2 separate regions of the Sus scrofa genome follow, and region 2 is linked to region 1. The links are chromatin contacts, called in public Hi-C maps. All regions are on one chromosome and are shown on one strand. Each heading gives the region's core, a stretch centred on a gene start, on an enhancer-like site or on the middle of the called end of the contact. The rest is flanking DNA. Distances are from core to core; before and after follow the strand shown.

Evidence for each region. Hi-C and Micro-C count contacts between places; a contact is called where the count stands out from the background.
Region 2: a contact with region 1 is called in a Hi-C map of fetal liver, with 2.2 times the contacts expected there. The contact joins two enhancer-like sites. A contact is called at or near these places in 1 of 5 promoter capture datasets (liver), 33 of 47 Hi-C or Micro-C datasets (adipocytes, adipose tissue, alveolar macrophages and 18 more) and 2 of 2 datasets of contacts at active chromatin or transcription factors (alveolar macrophages and skeletal muscle).

What each region holds. Positions count from the first base shown.
Region 1 is chr12:14,744,648-14,752,420 of Sscrofa11.1, reverse strand. No RefSeq gene overlaps it. Among named protein-coding and RNA genes, the nearest start is that of TEX2, 16 kb to the left of the region's middle. Within about 2 kb of position 4,495, at least 4 of the 83 cell types and tissues checked have an H3K27ac peak or open chromatin away from gene starts, as enhancers often do. A contact at or near this core is called in fetal liver, where this site is marked.
Region 2 is chr12:14,842,075-14,849,847 of Sscrofa11.1, reverse strand. TEX2 (testis-expressed protein 2) reads right to left here. Exons shown (of 15, transcript XM_021066767.1): 9 at 7,207-7,306. Among named protein-coding and RNA genes, the nearest start is that of ERN1, 36 kb to the left of the region's middle. Within about 2 kb of position 4,682, at least 3 of the 83 cell types and tissues checked have an H3K27ac peak or open chromatin away from gene starts, as enhancers often do. A contact at or near this core is called in fetal liver, where this site is marked.

The DNA of each region.
Region 1 (7,773 bases), core at 3,246-5,745:
CCCAGTTTCTCTGACTGCTATTATAATGACTTTGGGCAACAGAGGAAAGTCGGATGCCCCCAAATAAAATGCCTGATAAGAATATCTGGGAGTTCCCACTGTGGCGCAACAGGATCTGTGGTGTTTCTGCAGCGCTGGGGCGCAGGTTTGATTCCTGGTCCCGCACAGTGAGTTAAGGATCTGGTATTGCCTCAGGTCGCAACTGTGACTCAGATCTGATCCCTGACCCAGGAACTCCATAGGCCGTGGGGTGGCCAAAAAATAAAATAAATAAATAAATTTAAAAAAGGAGTATCTGACCCTCACCAGCAGGGACCTCGCCTGTGGGTGGTGTCCCGGGAGGTGCCATCAGCGGGCAGCCATCCGTGGAGGTGACCTGCTTGCTGTAGCTCTAAGGTCAGCGCTCAGGGCCCCCTGCAGCTAAGATGGTATCTCAGTGACTTTTCCAAGAGCTTGGCTGTAGCATTCCTGTGTCTGCTGTAATTCTGGTTAATGTTTACAGTGAAAGAGTGCTCAGGGAACAACCTGGAACCTTCTTGCCTTTTCTTCCTCTCTGGAGATCCATCCATGTCTAATCCCAACCTTTTTCATCAACATCCACCTCTTTCTTCTCAAACCCCTTCACTTTTACCAAACTCTTCCTTCTCTAAAGATGACATCGAGGAGTTCCCATCGTGGCTCTGTGGTTAACGAATTGACTAGGAACCATGAGGTTGCGGGTTTGATTCCTGGCCTTGCTTGGTGGGTTAAGGATCTGGCGTTGCTGTGAGCTGGGGTGTAGGTCGCAGATGTGGCTTGGACCCCGAGTTGCTGTGGCTGTGGCTGTGGCGTAGACCTGGCGGCTATAGCTCCAATTTGATCCCTAGCCTGGGAACCTCCATGTGCTGAGGGAACAGCCCTAGAAAAGGCAAAAAGACAAAAAAAAAAAAAAAAAAAAAGGATGATATTGAGCCCTGTCACCCTGGCAACCCATTTCCTTTGGCCTCGGTTTGTAAATCAGCGTGGTCCAGGGAGTTCCCTGGCGGCTCGGAGGGTTAAAGACCTGACATTGTCACTGCTGTGGCTTGGGTTACATCCCTGGCCCCAAAACTTCCCTGTGTGGTGGGCCATGGCCAAAAGAAACAAGCAAACAAACAAACAGAAAAACCAGGAGTTCTCCTGGGGTGCAGCAGTTTGGATCGCTGCTGTGTTGAGGGTTTGATCCCTGACAGAGGAATTTCCATATGCCACAGGCAAGGCCAAAAACAAAAACAAAACGAAACAAACAAAAGAGTGGCCTAGATCCCGCTAGTCCTGAGTATCTCTCATGTGACACTTACTCAGAGTGAATTCAGGTCGGAGCTCCTATTGTGGCTCAGCGGGGGTAAGAACCCGATTAGTATCCATAAGGATGCAGGTTCGATCCCTGGCCTTGCTCAGGGGGTTAAGGATCCTGTGCTGCTGTGAGCTGTGGTGTAGGTTGCTGATGCAGCTCGGATCTGATGTTGCTGTGGCTGTGGTACAGGCTGGCATCTGCAGCTCTGATTCGACCCCTAGCCTGGAAACTTCCATATGCCATGAGTGTGGCCCTTAAAAAAAAAAAGAGTGATTGAAGTCATTATTAGCATCTCTGCCCTGGACGTGAGCTCGAGGAGGGCCACATCTTGTGTCTCCCTCCTTCTGCAAGACCGGGCCCATCACAGGTCCTCAGGGAACACTGGTTGCTGAAGGAGCGCCGGCCAGGGAGGACCAGTGGAGGCTGGAGCAGGGAAGCACCTCTGGCTGCTCTCCTCACTCGGCTCTCACACACAGTGCTCCATGCAGCTGGGATTCAGAAAGGGCCTGCCTGCCTCCAGCCTTGCCTGCCAGAGGAGAGACAGAAGAAAGTTCCTGCCTGCTGAGGGGATATTTTTAGGCTAGAAGCCCAGGGAAGAGCTTGTCCCCTCCACAGCCGTGCGCCAGACAGTGTATCTTTCTCTGCCTCAGAAAACTGAAAATGCCATCCAGGGAGCAGAGCAGCGCCAGGGAAAAAAAAAGAGGCGCAAATCCTTTGGGGCTGGGGCTCAAACCTGCACCACAGCAGCGACCCGAGGACCTGAATCGCAGCAGTGGCAATGCCAGATCCTTAACCCACTGAGCCACCAGGGAACTCCAAACTGCATTATTTTAAAGTAAATGCGATACAATATTGTTTCATTTGTAAATACTATGTATTTCTAGGAAAGGCTCTTCATTTATTTATATACATTTTTTGTCTTTTCTAGGGCCGAACCCCGGGCATATGGAGGTTCCCAGGCTAGGGGTTGAATCGGAGCTGTAGCCACCGGCCTACGCCAGAGCCACAGCAACTCAAGATCCAAGCCGCATCTGCGACCTACACCACAGCTCATGGCAACGCCGGATCCTTAGCCCACTGAGTAAGGCCAGGGATCAAACCCGCAACCTCATAGTTCCTAGTCAGATTCGTTTAACCACTGAACCAGAAGAGAACTCCCGGAAAGGCTCTTTAAAAGTACACGCACACAAGACCATTAGCACACCTAGGAAAATCAACAATAATTCCTTAATATCGTAGACTATCCAGCCAGAGTTCAAGTTTTTCTGAAATTTAAAAAAGATTTGGGAGTTCCCGTCGTGGCGCAGTGGTTAACGAATCCGACTAGGAACCATGAGGTCGCGGGTTCGGTTCCTGCCCTTGCTCAGTGGGTTAACGATCCGGCGTTGCCGTGAGCTGTGGTGTAGGTTGCAGACGCGGCTCGGATCCCGCGTTGCTGTGGCTCTGGCGTAGGCTGGTGGCTACAGCTCCGATTCAACCCCTAGCCTGGGAACATCCATATGCCGTGGGAGCGGCCCAAGAAATAGCAACAACAACAACAACAAAAAGACAAAGATGAAAAAAAAAAAAAAAAAAAAAAAAAAAAAAAAAAAAAAAAAGATTTGGCGCAGTGTATTTATATCAAGAGCCTTAAAAATGTTTAGACTTGGAGTTCCCGTCGTGGCACAGTGGTTAACGAATCCGACTAGGAACCATGAGGTTGCAGGTTTGGTCCCTGCCCTTGCTCAGTGGGTTAACGATCTGGCGTTGCCGTGAGCTGAGGTGTAGGTTGCAGACGCGGCTCGAATCCCGTGTTGCTGTGGCTCTGGCGTAGGCTGGTGGCTACAGCTCCGATTCAACCCCTAGCCTGGGAACCTCCATATGCCGAGGGAGCGGCCCAAGAAATAGCAAAAAGACAAAAAAAAAAAAAAAAAAAAAAAGTTTAGACTTGATAAGTTCACTTCTAGAAATATTTCCTGAATCCAGAAAAAGATTTATACCTAAAGATATTTTCTGCATCTTAAATTTTTTTTTTCTTTTTGGCCACACCCACGGCATGTGGAAGTTCCTGGGCCAAGGAATGAACCTGCATCACACAGCAACTTGAGCTGCTGCAGTGATGAGGCCGGATCCTTAACTCACTGTGCCACAAGGGAACTCCTGCAGCTTTATTTATAATAATAAAATTTGGAATAAATTAAACAGACACCCTAGGTGAACAAATTAATACCCAATGAACCAGCATTGTGATTAGAGACAGGAAGTGATGTTAGACATAAAACATTTCCTCCACCATTTACTACCAAGTCTTCTCAAGCATCATTTTACTCACAGATAAAATATGGGTAATAGGAGTTCCCGTCGTGGCTCAGTGGTTAATCAATCCAACTAGGAACCATGAGGTTGTGGGTTGGATCCCTGGCCTTGCTCAGTGGATTAAGGATCTGGCTTTGCCGTGAGACGTGGTATAGATTGCAGAGGTGGCTCGGATTCTGTGTTGCTGTGGCTCTGGCTGTGGTGTAGGCCCGCGGCTACGGTTCCGATGAGACCCCCAGCCTGGGAACCTCCATATGCCACGGGTGCAGCCCTAAAAAGACAAAAGACAAAAAAAAAAAAATAATAATAATAAATTAATTAATTTAAAAAATAAATAAAATATGGGTAATAATACTATCATAATAATAATAATAAATTAATTAATTTAAAAAATAAATAAAATATGGGTAATAATACTATCTACCTCATGGAATGAGGACTAGGTAGAAATACATATTAAACCCCCCAGCAAAGTGCTTTCCTGGTTCCAAGTGAGCACTCAACATATGATCACTACATAATGTGCAGCAACAAATGTGTTTATGAATAACTTCTGGTAACAGAAAATTATTACATCGTTTATAAAACAAACGATTTTGCTGCCATATAACCACAACCATGTAAAAGTGTCCAAAATTAATATACCAAAATAAATTTATCACAATGATGACTCCTATCCCCCCACCCCTTCCCCTATTCTGCTTTTGTCAAAGAAAAGCAAGTTCATTGCAGAAAATTTGTAAAGTGTATGATGAGAAAAAAATTAAGTGTTGATCGATTAAGAAGGGGGAAAATCTTGAGATTTTCTCTTTAGTCCTCAAGTCTACCACGCCCCGGCCAGTGGCCGCCAAGTCCGTTACCGCCACCTTGTGGTCAAACTAAGCAACTACAAAAATCCGGGGAAGAATTAAACCGACCTTGGTAAAGCTTCATACCATGGTACCGTATATGTCACACTAGGTCTGTGCCATGGAACTTCCAACCCAAGCTCCATCTCAGGTATTGGACCTGAGACGTCGTGTAATTGTCCTCAGATGAGAAACATGGCTCAAGGATTTCATGTGACTAACGAGCCCATTATATTTTCTCCATGAATCTAGCTTGCTCATTTCAGACCTATTCCATATTCTGTCTGAGCATTTTAAATTTGTTTCCACTGTGTCCAGCTTTCATAGAGGAGCCCACCTGATCCAGAGTTTATCGCCAAGACAGAAAATCACCCTAAGACAGGAAGGAGTCCAAAAGGCACTATCACCTGGGTTTGCCGTGCTCCACCCATATCTTATCCTCCCCAGGTCAGTTCTGTTTTGTAAAGAGCTGAACCAGCTGTGGGACCTTGTTAAGGTCATTCAGCTCTACTCAACTTCAGCTTTCTCTCCTGCAAGGTGCAGGGAGCACATCTGAGGCTCCTAAATGCTGGTGCTTGGATCAGCAGCATCAGAACAATTTGGGGGAACTTTGACATAACGAGTTTTGTTGCTTCCACCCAGAATTTTTTTTTTTTTTCTTTTTAGGGCCGCACTTGTGGCATATGGAAGTTCCCAGGCTAGGGGTCAAATCAGAGCTGCAGCTGCTGGCCTATATCACAAGCCATGCAGGATCCAAGCCGAGTCTGCGACCTACACCACAGCTCGCTACAATGCCTGAAGCCCCAGCCACTGAGCGAAGCCAGGTCGAACCTGCATCCTAATGGATACTGGTTGGATGCGTTGCCGCTGAGCCACGACGGGAACTCCCACCCAGAAATTCTGATGCAGGCGGGCTGTGGGGGCTGGGGGACTGGGAATCTGTAATTGACAAAAGCTGAGCGGGTTTGGGGACCTGGGAATCTCTAGATGATGTCCCTTCCGGAATTGCCCGTCTCTCTCTTCTTCCTGCAGTGTCTGGAAAGCTTCCTCCTGAGTGTGGCATCGTTTCAAGTGCATCCAAAAGGGACATATGTGTCATGCTGGTCAGGACCAGGGCTCTGGAGGTGGATTTCCTCCTGGGTCTGCCCTGTAACCTAGCTCAGGCTTTAGTTTCTTCATCTGTGCGATGAAGATGATAATGTCACTACCTATCTCGAGGGGCGGTTGTGCGAGGAAGATGAAATGCTTTGTTATAATGACTTAATTATACTTATATATTTACATTTAATTATTTTACATATTTGAAGACTCAAACTCTAAAAATAGTGTCTAACACATAATAACATCAATAACAATTATTTTAACTCTTACTGTTACATAAAGAGGGATATCTATTTTTTTACACAATTGTTTTCCTTTTTAGGGCCACACCTGCGGCATTTGGAGGTTCCCAGGCTAGGGGTCGAATTGGAGCTGCAGCTGCCAGCCTATACCACAGCCGCAGCAAAGCTAGATCTGAGCCACATCTGTGACCTACACCACAGCTCACAGCAACACTGGATCCTTAATCCATTGAACGAGGCCAGGGATCAAACCTGCATCCTTGTGGATACTAGATGGGTTCTTAACCCATTCAGCCAAAGGGGAACTCCAGTATCCTCATTTTTTAAATGTGCACTGAAATATGTAGAGGTGAACTGCTACAGTGTCTGAAATTTATTTTATTATTTTATTTTTTTGCTTTTTAGGGCTGCACCCTTGGCGCACGGAAGTTCCCAGGCTGGGGGTCCAATCGGAGTTACAGCTGCTCACTGACACCACAGCCACAGCAACGTGGGATCCAAGCTGCCTCTGAGACCTACACCACAGCTCATGGCAATGCTGGATCCTTGAAATTTATTTTAAAATCAGTCAGGAAAAAATTAGAAAGACCTTGGCAAGACGCTAACAGTCATTAAGCCCAGGCGAAGAGCTTACGGCTTTCTGTGTGTTTAGAAATGTAAATAGGGTAACGTGGGAAGAACAAAGGGCACCCCCTCCGAGCAGCTCTCCCTGATTTCCCAGAAGTGGGTTGGGTGCCTGTCTCCTGGGCTACAGTTGTACCCAGAACAGGAACCACTAGTCCCAGGAACTACTACTGTCCTGAATTCAAGCTCTGCTTCTCCAACGAGGCTAAGACCCTGAGGGTACCTTGCACTCTGGCAGGAGGCTCCAACCCCAGCACCATCTCAGTGCCTGGTGCAAAGTCCTCAGTTCTCCTTTATTAGGCTGAATTTCCTCAGAAGCAGCCAGGCCTTCTGCCTTCCTTCTCCTTGAAGGATCCACCAGTGTGACATCAGAACATGGACTGGCTTTTGCGGTTGGTGGTCGTCACTGACTTTCTCTCAAGTAAACCCTCAACCGAAATGCTGGGAGAAACTGACAATAAATATTTATGTCCACTATCCAAAAACATGCATGGGGGAGTTTCTGTTGTGGCTCAGTGGGTTAAGAAACCTGACATAGAGTCCATGAGGATGTGGGTTTGAGCAATCCCTGGCCTCCCTTAACCTCGTAGATTAAGGGTCCGGTGTTGCCACAAGGTATGGCGTAGGTTACAGATGTGGCTCGGTTTCAGGTTGATGTGGCTGTGGCTGTGGCTGGCAGGTGCAGCTCTGATTTTTTTAACTTGGAAATTCTTTTTTCTTATTTTTTAAAATGATTTTTATCTTTTCCGTTATAGCTGGTTTACAGTGTTCTGTCAATTTTCTACTGTACAGCAAAGTGACCCAGTTACACATACACATATGCATTCTTTTTCTCACATTATCCTCCATCATGCTCCATCACAAGTGACTAGATGATTTTTTTTTTATGTCAGTATTTGGAATTCATTCAATAAAGGGCAACATAAACAAAGATAACTCATTTGAGAAAGACCTAGCAGGTATATTTGCAATCTCTGAAACTAACAAATAGTCAGCTAGTACCTAGGACACAGCAAGATAGGAGACTCAGCCTTAAAAACAAGCAAAAGTTATGAAGGAACAACTCACATAAAGGTAAAACAAATCACAAGCCTATGAAGAGATGTTCAATTTCACTAGTGATTAGAGAAACACAAACAACCACGATATGCCACTTGACAATCATCGAATTGATAAAAATCACAAAGTCAGAGGAGTTCCCATTGTGGCTCAGCAGTTAATGAACCTGACCAGCATCTAGGAGGATGTGGGTTTGATCCCTGGCCTCACTCAATGGGTTAAGGATCCGGCGTTGCTGTGGCTGTGGTGTAGGCTGGTGGCTACAGTTCCAATTCGACCCCTAGCCTGG
Region 2 (7,773 bases), core at 3,433-5,932, 97 kb before region 1:
GACTGCTGTATGTATTCAGACATAATCATTCCCTTTGAAAATCCTAGTCATGTTTCCAAGAAATATTACTGGCGTGTATTGCCTTTGAAGGCTGTCATATTAAAGCACCAGAATTGTACCTGCTACAGAGTAGAAGGTTTGGTTTGTCTGTTTTTTAAATGAGGGGATACAGATTCAGGTTTGGTAAATAGCCGGCCCATACCGGCACATTCTACCCAGTGGCATGTGGTCCAGCCCCCGGCCGGGAGCTGAGGGTGGGAAGAGGGAAGAGTACAGACACGTGGCCAGGGCTTGGGTTCCACTCCACTGGAGGTTCCTTGACCCCTCTGCCTCCGCATGGGCCTCCCCATCTGCACAAGGGACCACGGGCCTAGACGGCCAGCCCACTTCCTTCCTCCCTCGACTGCTGCCCAGCCTGGCTTGCTGCTGTTGCCGTGGCCGATAGAAACCAGACCAGAGGAAGCCACAGGGCCTGAAGGAAGAGGCTGCCACAGGGCAGTCAGAGAGAGCCCGTCCAGGGTGGGGAGGGGGGGAGGCAGGGACAACGGACTGCACCTCCGCCTGGGGGATGGGGCCTGTTTTTAAATCATGCTATGTGTCCCCTGAGGCCCACCCAGGGGCCTTGCTCAGGTCCAGTTCTAAGTAAAGATATGAAGGAGTCAGAAAGGTGAGAACCTTTAAAAACAGATATAAACTGCAAACATTCAAACAAATTATCTTATTATGATGTGTTTGCATTTAGATGAGGGGAAGATGACTGTTTTAACATTAGACGCAAAGAAAAACTTGCTTCTGTGACAAAGATTCAGTGGCAAGAAGTGCCCTGAAAACCCTGAAGCACACACAATCAGAGTTGAGGCCAACCAGTGACATAAAGGCTGAGTCAGGAGCTCCCACCTTGAGTGACTGAGAGACGAAATCTACAGTTACTGGAAAGGCTGCCTTCTCACGGTGTGTGCAGCAGGGCCCTGGTGTGTCTGCGTGGCTCCGTAACCCTGCTGAGCTGAGTGCTCCTCACCTGGGTGAGGCGGGGACAGGGCTTTCTCTTCTGGGCTCTTGGCAAAGGTTAGGACATCCCTGTGAGGCATTTCATTTAAAATACTGCTTCCTACAACCGTCTGGTCTTGGGAGTGCTCAAGGATAGAAACCAGAAGCTGAGGAGCAGGACCATTTGGCAAGTCTTTACAGAGGAGTGAGGCAGCCAGTCCTGAGAGGTTCTCTGCAAAGGGCAGGAACACAAAGGGTCTCGTCTCGGTCTGCTCGAACTCCTGTAACAAAACACCACAAACTAGGGGGCCGAAACAGCAGGCGTTTATCTGGCACAGCTCTAGAGGGTGGACGTCCAAGATCAAGGTGCTGGCTGATTCCTTCCTGCGAAGGCTCGCTTCCTGGCCTGCAGGCGGCTGCCTTCTCCTGTGTCCTTACATGGCAGAGAGGGCACAGCTAGCTCTCTGGTCTCTTCTCCTGAGGGCACGAATCCCATCATGACCTCATCCAAACCTAATCACCATCTCTAAAACCATCACCTTGCAGGTTAGGCCCCAACATGCGAATTAGGGGGGGAAGGAGGGGGACGCAAACATTCAGTCCCTAGCAGTTCCCCACACGAGGGGTCTTCATGGTGTGAGGCTGTCCAATGGTGGAGGGTGGTGCCTGGTTACCGAGTCCCTACAAAACCAGCCCTTCACTGGCAACAGGGGAAACACAACTGACAAAGAACTTAACAAATTTCAGTCTTCATGCACACTTCAGTCTGTGACGAGCTCAGATAGCTGGGTTTTTTTTTTTAAGAATTGTGAGTTAGGGTTTCCCGTTGTGGCACAGTGGAAACGACTCCACCTAGGAACCATGAGGTTGCAGGTTTGTTCCCTGGCCTTGCTCAGCAGCTTAAGGATCTGCTGTTACCATGATCCGTGGTGTAGGTTGCAGATGCAGCTTGGAACCCGTGTTGCTGTGGCTGTGGCCTGTAGCTCTGATTTTTTTTTTTTTTTTTTTTTTTTTAGGGCCGCAGCCGCAGCATATGGAGGTTCCCCAGCTAGGGATCTAATCAGAGCTACAGCGGCCAGCCTACACCACAGCCACAGCAACTTGGGATCCGAGCCATGGCTGTGACCCACACCACAGCTCACGGCAATACCAGTTTCTTAACCCACTGAGCAAGGCCAGGGATCGAACCCACAACCTTATGGTTACTAGTTGGATTCTTTTCTGCTGCGCCACAACCAAACTCCTGTAGCTCCAATCTGACCCCTAGCCTGGGAACCTCTACATGCCGCCAGTGTGGCTCTAAAACGCAAAAAAAATATTAAAATTTAAAAAAAAAAAAAGTCATGAGATAAGTTTTATTTGGGCCAAACAAGGAGCACAGCCTGGGAAGCAGCCTGTCAGAGAGCTCTGAGAAACCGCTCCAAAGCGGGGGCAGGGGAGAGGCCTCTTGTGGTGCAGAGGGTTAAGGACCCTCACTGTCACTGCTGTGGGCATGGCCCCCCCAAAAAAACAAAAGAAAAGAAGTGGGGGAAGGTCAGTATATATGTGATTTTGGTGAAGGGTCAGACGGCTGTTTTTCTGTTTCTTTTCAGCTTCGCGAGGGAAGGCTCTGTTTCCACCACTGCTAGTCTGAGGGAGACTCACTCCACCTCAAATGTATATGAGTCTAAACACAAGGACTCAGAGCTGAAGATGCTGAGGTGAATACCTGTCCTCAGGAAGTTTATACCTGAAGAAGAATAGAGGCAGCCTGGGCCACCTTATGCAGAGCGACCATGATGCCACCCGAGGTAACACACGTGTGCCCTGGTGTGTGTCACCACAGAGGAGTAAAACGGAGGTCCCTCCGCCTTCTCCCTGGTAGGTTATTTAATAGATCCTCAGGCCTCAGGAGCAGTCCTGCCGTGCTCGTATAAATCCAGTAATTTCACGCAGCAGCTCACTGTCATATTACTATTAAACTAACCCAAAGGCCTCAGTCTCACTGGAACAGGTTGGATGGCACACGGGCTGCTCAGCAGGAGGGGAGAGGCCCTCAGGCCTTGCTGGCTGAGACTGGCTCAGGCCATCTGCTCCTCCCCTCCCCTACCTGTAACTGCTGGCTGATTTTCACTTTGAGAGTCAACATTTGGCATCTAGGAGTTCCCATTGTGGTGCAGCGGAAACGAATCCGACTAGGAACCGGGAGGTTGTGGGTTTGATCCTGGCCTCACTCAGTGGGTTAAGGGTCTGGTGTTGCCATGAGCTGTAGTGTAGGTCGCAGATGTGGCTCAGATCTGGCAGTGCTGTGGCTGTGGTGTAGGCTGGCAGCTGTAGCTCTGATTGGATCCCTGGCCCGGGAACCTCCATATGCCACAGGTGCGGCCCTAAAAAAGCCAAAAAAAAAAAAAAAAAAAGATAGTACCCAAAGAACAAAAGCTCTTACAAGTGGAAGATTTAATAGTACATCACCAACAACAGATGTTTGGGTTATCTGGCTCCTGGAAGGGCACATCGGTGATTGTCTTGTTCCGAGCAAACAGACCAGTGCCATGCTGCTCACTCAGATACAGCAGAAAACCAGTATTCCTCGCATTTGAAGGTGGCTTTTAGGATGTCACTTTTGGCTTTGTCTACCTGCAACTGTTCTCAGAACCAGCCCCACCTTTCAAGGTCTGCAGAGTCCCAAATCTGACTCTCCTCTCCCACCCCGCCCAAGTTCCAAAACGGGTGTTTTTTCCTCCGTTTCGTAAAGAGTATTTTCTCTTCCTGCAACATGATCTGGCCAGAGAGGACACGTGTCATTCTTGCCAGAGCTGAGCCCACAGTCTGGCCCCATTGCCGTGATCTGCCCCGGGCAGCTGCTCCCTTGGTGAGGATGCTGCAGCCGGGGACGCAGTGGGGAACGGGCAGGTTACAGACAGACTCTGGCTCCACTTTTCTGCAATATTCTGCTGGCAAAGCAACCTCATCCCAGCATTGAATGAAGGACGAGGCACTATTTTTTTTTTTTTTTTTTTTTTTTTTGGTCCTTGTGGGGCCACACCCATGGCATATGGAGGTTCCCGAGCTAACGGCTGAATCAGAGCTGCAGGTGCCGGCCTACACCACAGCCACTGCAATGCCAGATCTGAGCCGCATCTGTGACCTACACTGCAGCTCATGGCAATGCCAGATCCTTAACCCACTGAGTGAGGCCATGGATCCAACCCTTGTCCTCATGGATAATCGTCGGGTTTGTTAGCCACTGAGCCATGACGGGAACTCCAACTTTGTTCCTTTCAGTGGCAAGGCCACACAGTGAGAATGGCTTTCTTCTTTCCATTTGTTCTAGGAGGATCTGCTGGCCTTGGGCTGCAGGATGGGCCAGCTGAACATCACAGCCACGCACATTCTAAAGTCTCTAAGAGCAGCAGCATTGAGGGCAGCCACAACAATGGTAAAAATAAAAGTTAACACTTAAGAGCTTGCCTGGCACTAGAGGCTTTCCAAGTGTCTCATGTATTAACTCATTTAAGCCACCAAGTAGGTGCTATTGGCCTCCCCGCCTGAAAGAGGAGCATTAGTGAAGCGGCTAAGGTCTTGCCCAAGGCATGAAGCTGTGAACCGGCAGGGTGTTCCTAGAGCTAGGACTCAGAACCATGGCCCTGTGTGGCTTCAGGAAGAGCATCCTCGGGCTGGAGTGATCCAGCTGGCTCTGGCCCAAATACCCCTCCTGAGCCAAGTGCCGCAACAGATAAGCGCAAGTCAGGAACCTTTTTTTGGCCGCGCCCACGACATGCACAAGATCTGGAGCCAGGGAAAAAACTCATGCCACAGCTGTGACTGAGCCATGGCAGTGACAAGGCCGGATCCTTAACCCACTGCACCACCAAGGACCTCCTAGGAAACATTTTTTAATAAGAGGGTGTGGGGGGATCCCCGGGAGATCTCCTGAGAGCAGCTGAAGGCTTCTTCACCCAGGGGGCACTTCCCTGGGAGGGTGAGCTCTGCTTTTCAGATTTGGTTTTAACGAGTCACTCCTGATTTTAATTTCCCCAAAAGGAAAGGTTTCTCTTGGAGCAATGGAATCCAAGAAACATCTTTCCCCTTCATGTTCATTTCTGTTTTACCATCACATGTATCCTTTGTAGACTTGGAAAAACCTAATTTGATCAAACTTTTAATACCCACAGGCTTTCTGTCTTTATCATTCCTTTCTTTAGTAACATTTCCTCTCTTGTTACATAAGCAGGCAGATCTCTAAAACTTGCCCTGAATGGAGTTATGTGAGCCTCAAATGGATTAAAAACTGGCAAAGCTTTGATCCATATAATGAGATGTCTTGCTGCAGCTCTGGCTCAAGAGGAACAGGAAAGAGACTTGAGACTTAGGCATCTGGTGAATTTCATTCAAAGCCTTCCAAAGCTGCAGAGTTCACAGCCACAGGGACACTTCTTAGATGCTACAAAGCCCAGTGGTGGCCCTGATGCCCTCTTGTTGGAAATTTCTACCAATTCAACAAAGGACAATACTGAGATAAGAGACTGCTAATGCATTAGAAAATAGAGTATGCACACGTGGTATTTACTTTCTTTAAGCCCGACTCTTATGTGAGCTGATCATTTACCAGCGTGTTACAAGCCAATTCCCAAAGAGGCAAAGAGCAAAGAGCAACCCAGAGCCTCCTAGAGCCAGAGGAAGGCAGGCGGCCCCGGGATGCCAATGGGGTGAAGGTTGGGACCCCTGAGCTTAACACATAGGTAATGAATCTTTTGACATTTTACATGTGGTTGAAAGAACTCCAACTAGACCCTTTGCAAAGCATCTTTTCCAGTTTCACTCTTAGTGCACCAGAAATTAACCCACCCTAGGAGCACTCAGATTCATCAAAGCGTAGACATAATTAAGTGCTCACAGGTGACCTCGACATGCTAGTAGGAAGCTTCCTGGATTTGCGAATAATTCTCTGGTCTCTCTCTGAAATCGATGGGATGCTGAAGACCTAGAAATATGGGCTTCACTGTTGGCTGAAATATTGCTACAGAGATTTGTTACAGCTGCTAATTGTAGTGCTAAAAAAACTCTTTGTATTTACATCCAATGTATACAACACAGAACTTGATTTCACTAAATACGTTCAAGAGCCATCTGATCAAGCCATACAGAGACAAAGTAGATGCTGTAGTCTCTATATGTTACAAAACATTTACTTCAAAACAAGTATCACTCTCTTGAAAAGTGTTATTTTCTTCCCTACTTTGTTCCTGAAACTTTTGAGGAATAATGTAAATCCAGTTTAAGCTCATTTGGAGAGGGATATTTACAAAGAAGTAAATACTTCTGCGATGGGAAGGTTTTTCCTTTCTTGCTCGTGGATTATTCCTGCCTACCTAGTTCATTCTTCTTTTCACCAAACTCACAGACACTAAATTTTCTGCCAAGGTGCCATAAAATAGACACAAATCTTTATATCATAATTTTATTGACTCTCTCCACACTTCTAATCAACTTCTCTCTCACACACACACGTAAGCAGGCATAAATAATATGTTAGGTATCATGTCTTAAAAACCAAATCCGAGAATTTCCCTCCAGCAGAGAGCCTTACTCTCAAAATATTATCTGACAATGCAGGTCTTCATTTTTCAAATACTGAGTACCTACCAGGAGTGATAGAGAACAGAAAAATATAAAACATGAAGCTCAAAGAATTTGCAACCTGGAAGTCAGGGCAAGGTAAAAGATGGAATGCTTTTGAGGAGGGGCAGCTCCTGGCAAGAGGCCAGGGCTGGGGAGTTCCCTGGTGGCGCAGTGGGTTAAGGATCTAGCACAGTCACTGCTATGGCTTGGGTCACTGTTGTGGCGAGGGGTTTATCCCTGACCTGGGAACTTCCACATGCTGTGGGCATGGCCAAAAAAAGAGAAGAAAACAAGAGTCCAGGGCTGGGCAGGTGCACACGCAAGGGCTGTGGCCATCCAGGGCCAGGTCACACAAAAGCTCAGGCCCCGCTAGGTGCCATGTGGGCATCTTTGGGCTGAAGGAGGACCTGTGAGGAGCCAGAAACCTAGAAGGATGAGGAGGGGGAGTCCTGATCTACTCCCCATCAGTTCAAGGCTGAAGACAGGCAACAGGAAAGAGACTGTTAAAAAAGCCCCAACTCCCTCCATCACAAAGCCCTGATATCAGTCTGCATCGATGGAAACAATTTAACTCTTGTACAACTGCTCAATTCCTCTCTCGAGTCAACTAAGAGTTACCTTGGTGATCAACGTAAGGCTTGAAGGCCTGAAGGATTTTTGGCATAGCTACCCCCATGTCGAGTTCCGTCAGGGTCAGCTCATTCATAAAGTAGGGGAGCTGGAGGAGAGAAGTAAAGGACAATGAGAAGCGCTGGCGACCTGGCAAACAGAGGTCCGCGTACTCTCGGATGGTCAAGGTTTTGGGAAACCGTTACTTAACCAAAATGTATGGAGCGCATACCGCATACTAGGCATCGTCCTACAGGCAGAGCCATGGATGAGACAGGCAAGGTCCCTGCTCTCATGGGGTTTATATTGAAGGGGCAGAAACAGATAAATAAGTAGACAAATAATCTAATGTCATAGAGTGATCAGTGTCTCAGAGAAAATAGGTGGGTAATGGGACAGACGAGGCCGGGGCACTTTAGAGAAGGAGGACCATGAAGGCTCCTCCGAGAAGTGGTGCTGGGCCAGCTGGGCCAGAGAGCAGCCCACGGACTAGGCGTCAGCCAGGCTGGCCAGGTTAATGATGCCGGAGGTGCTGACGCTCTGGGGCAATGGCCCTCTCTTAGACTGCTAGCAAGG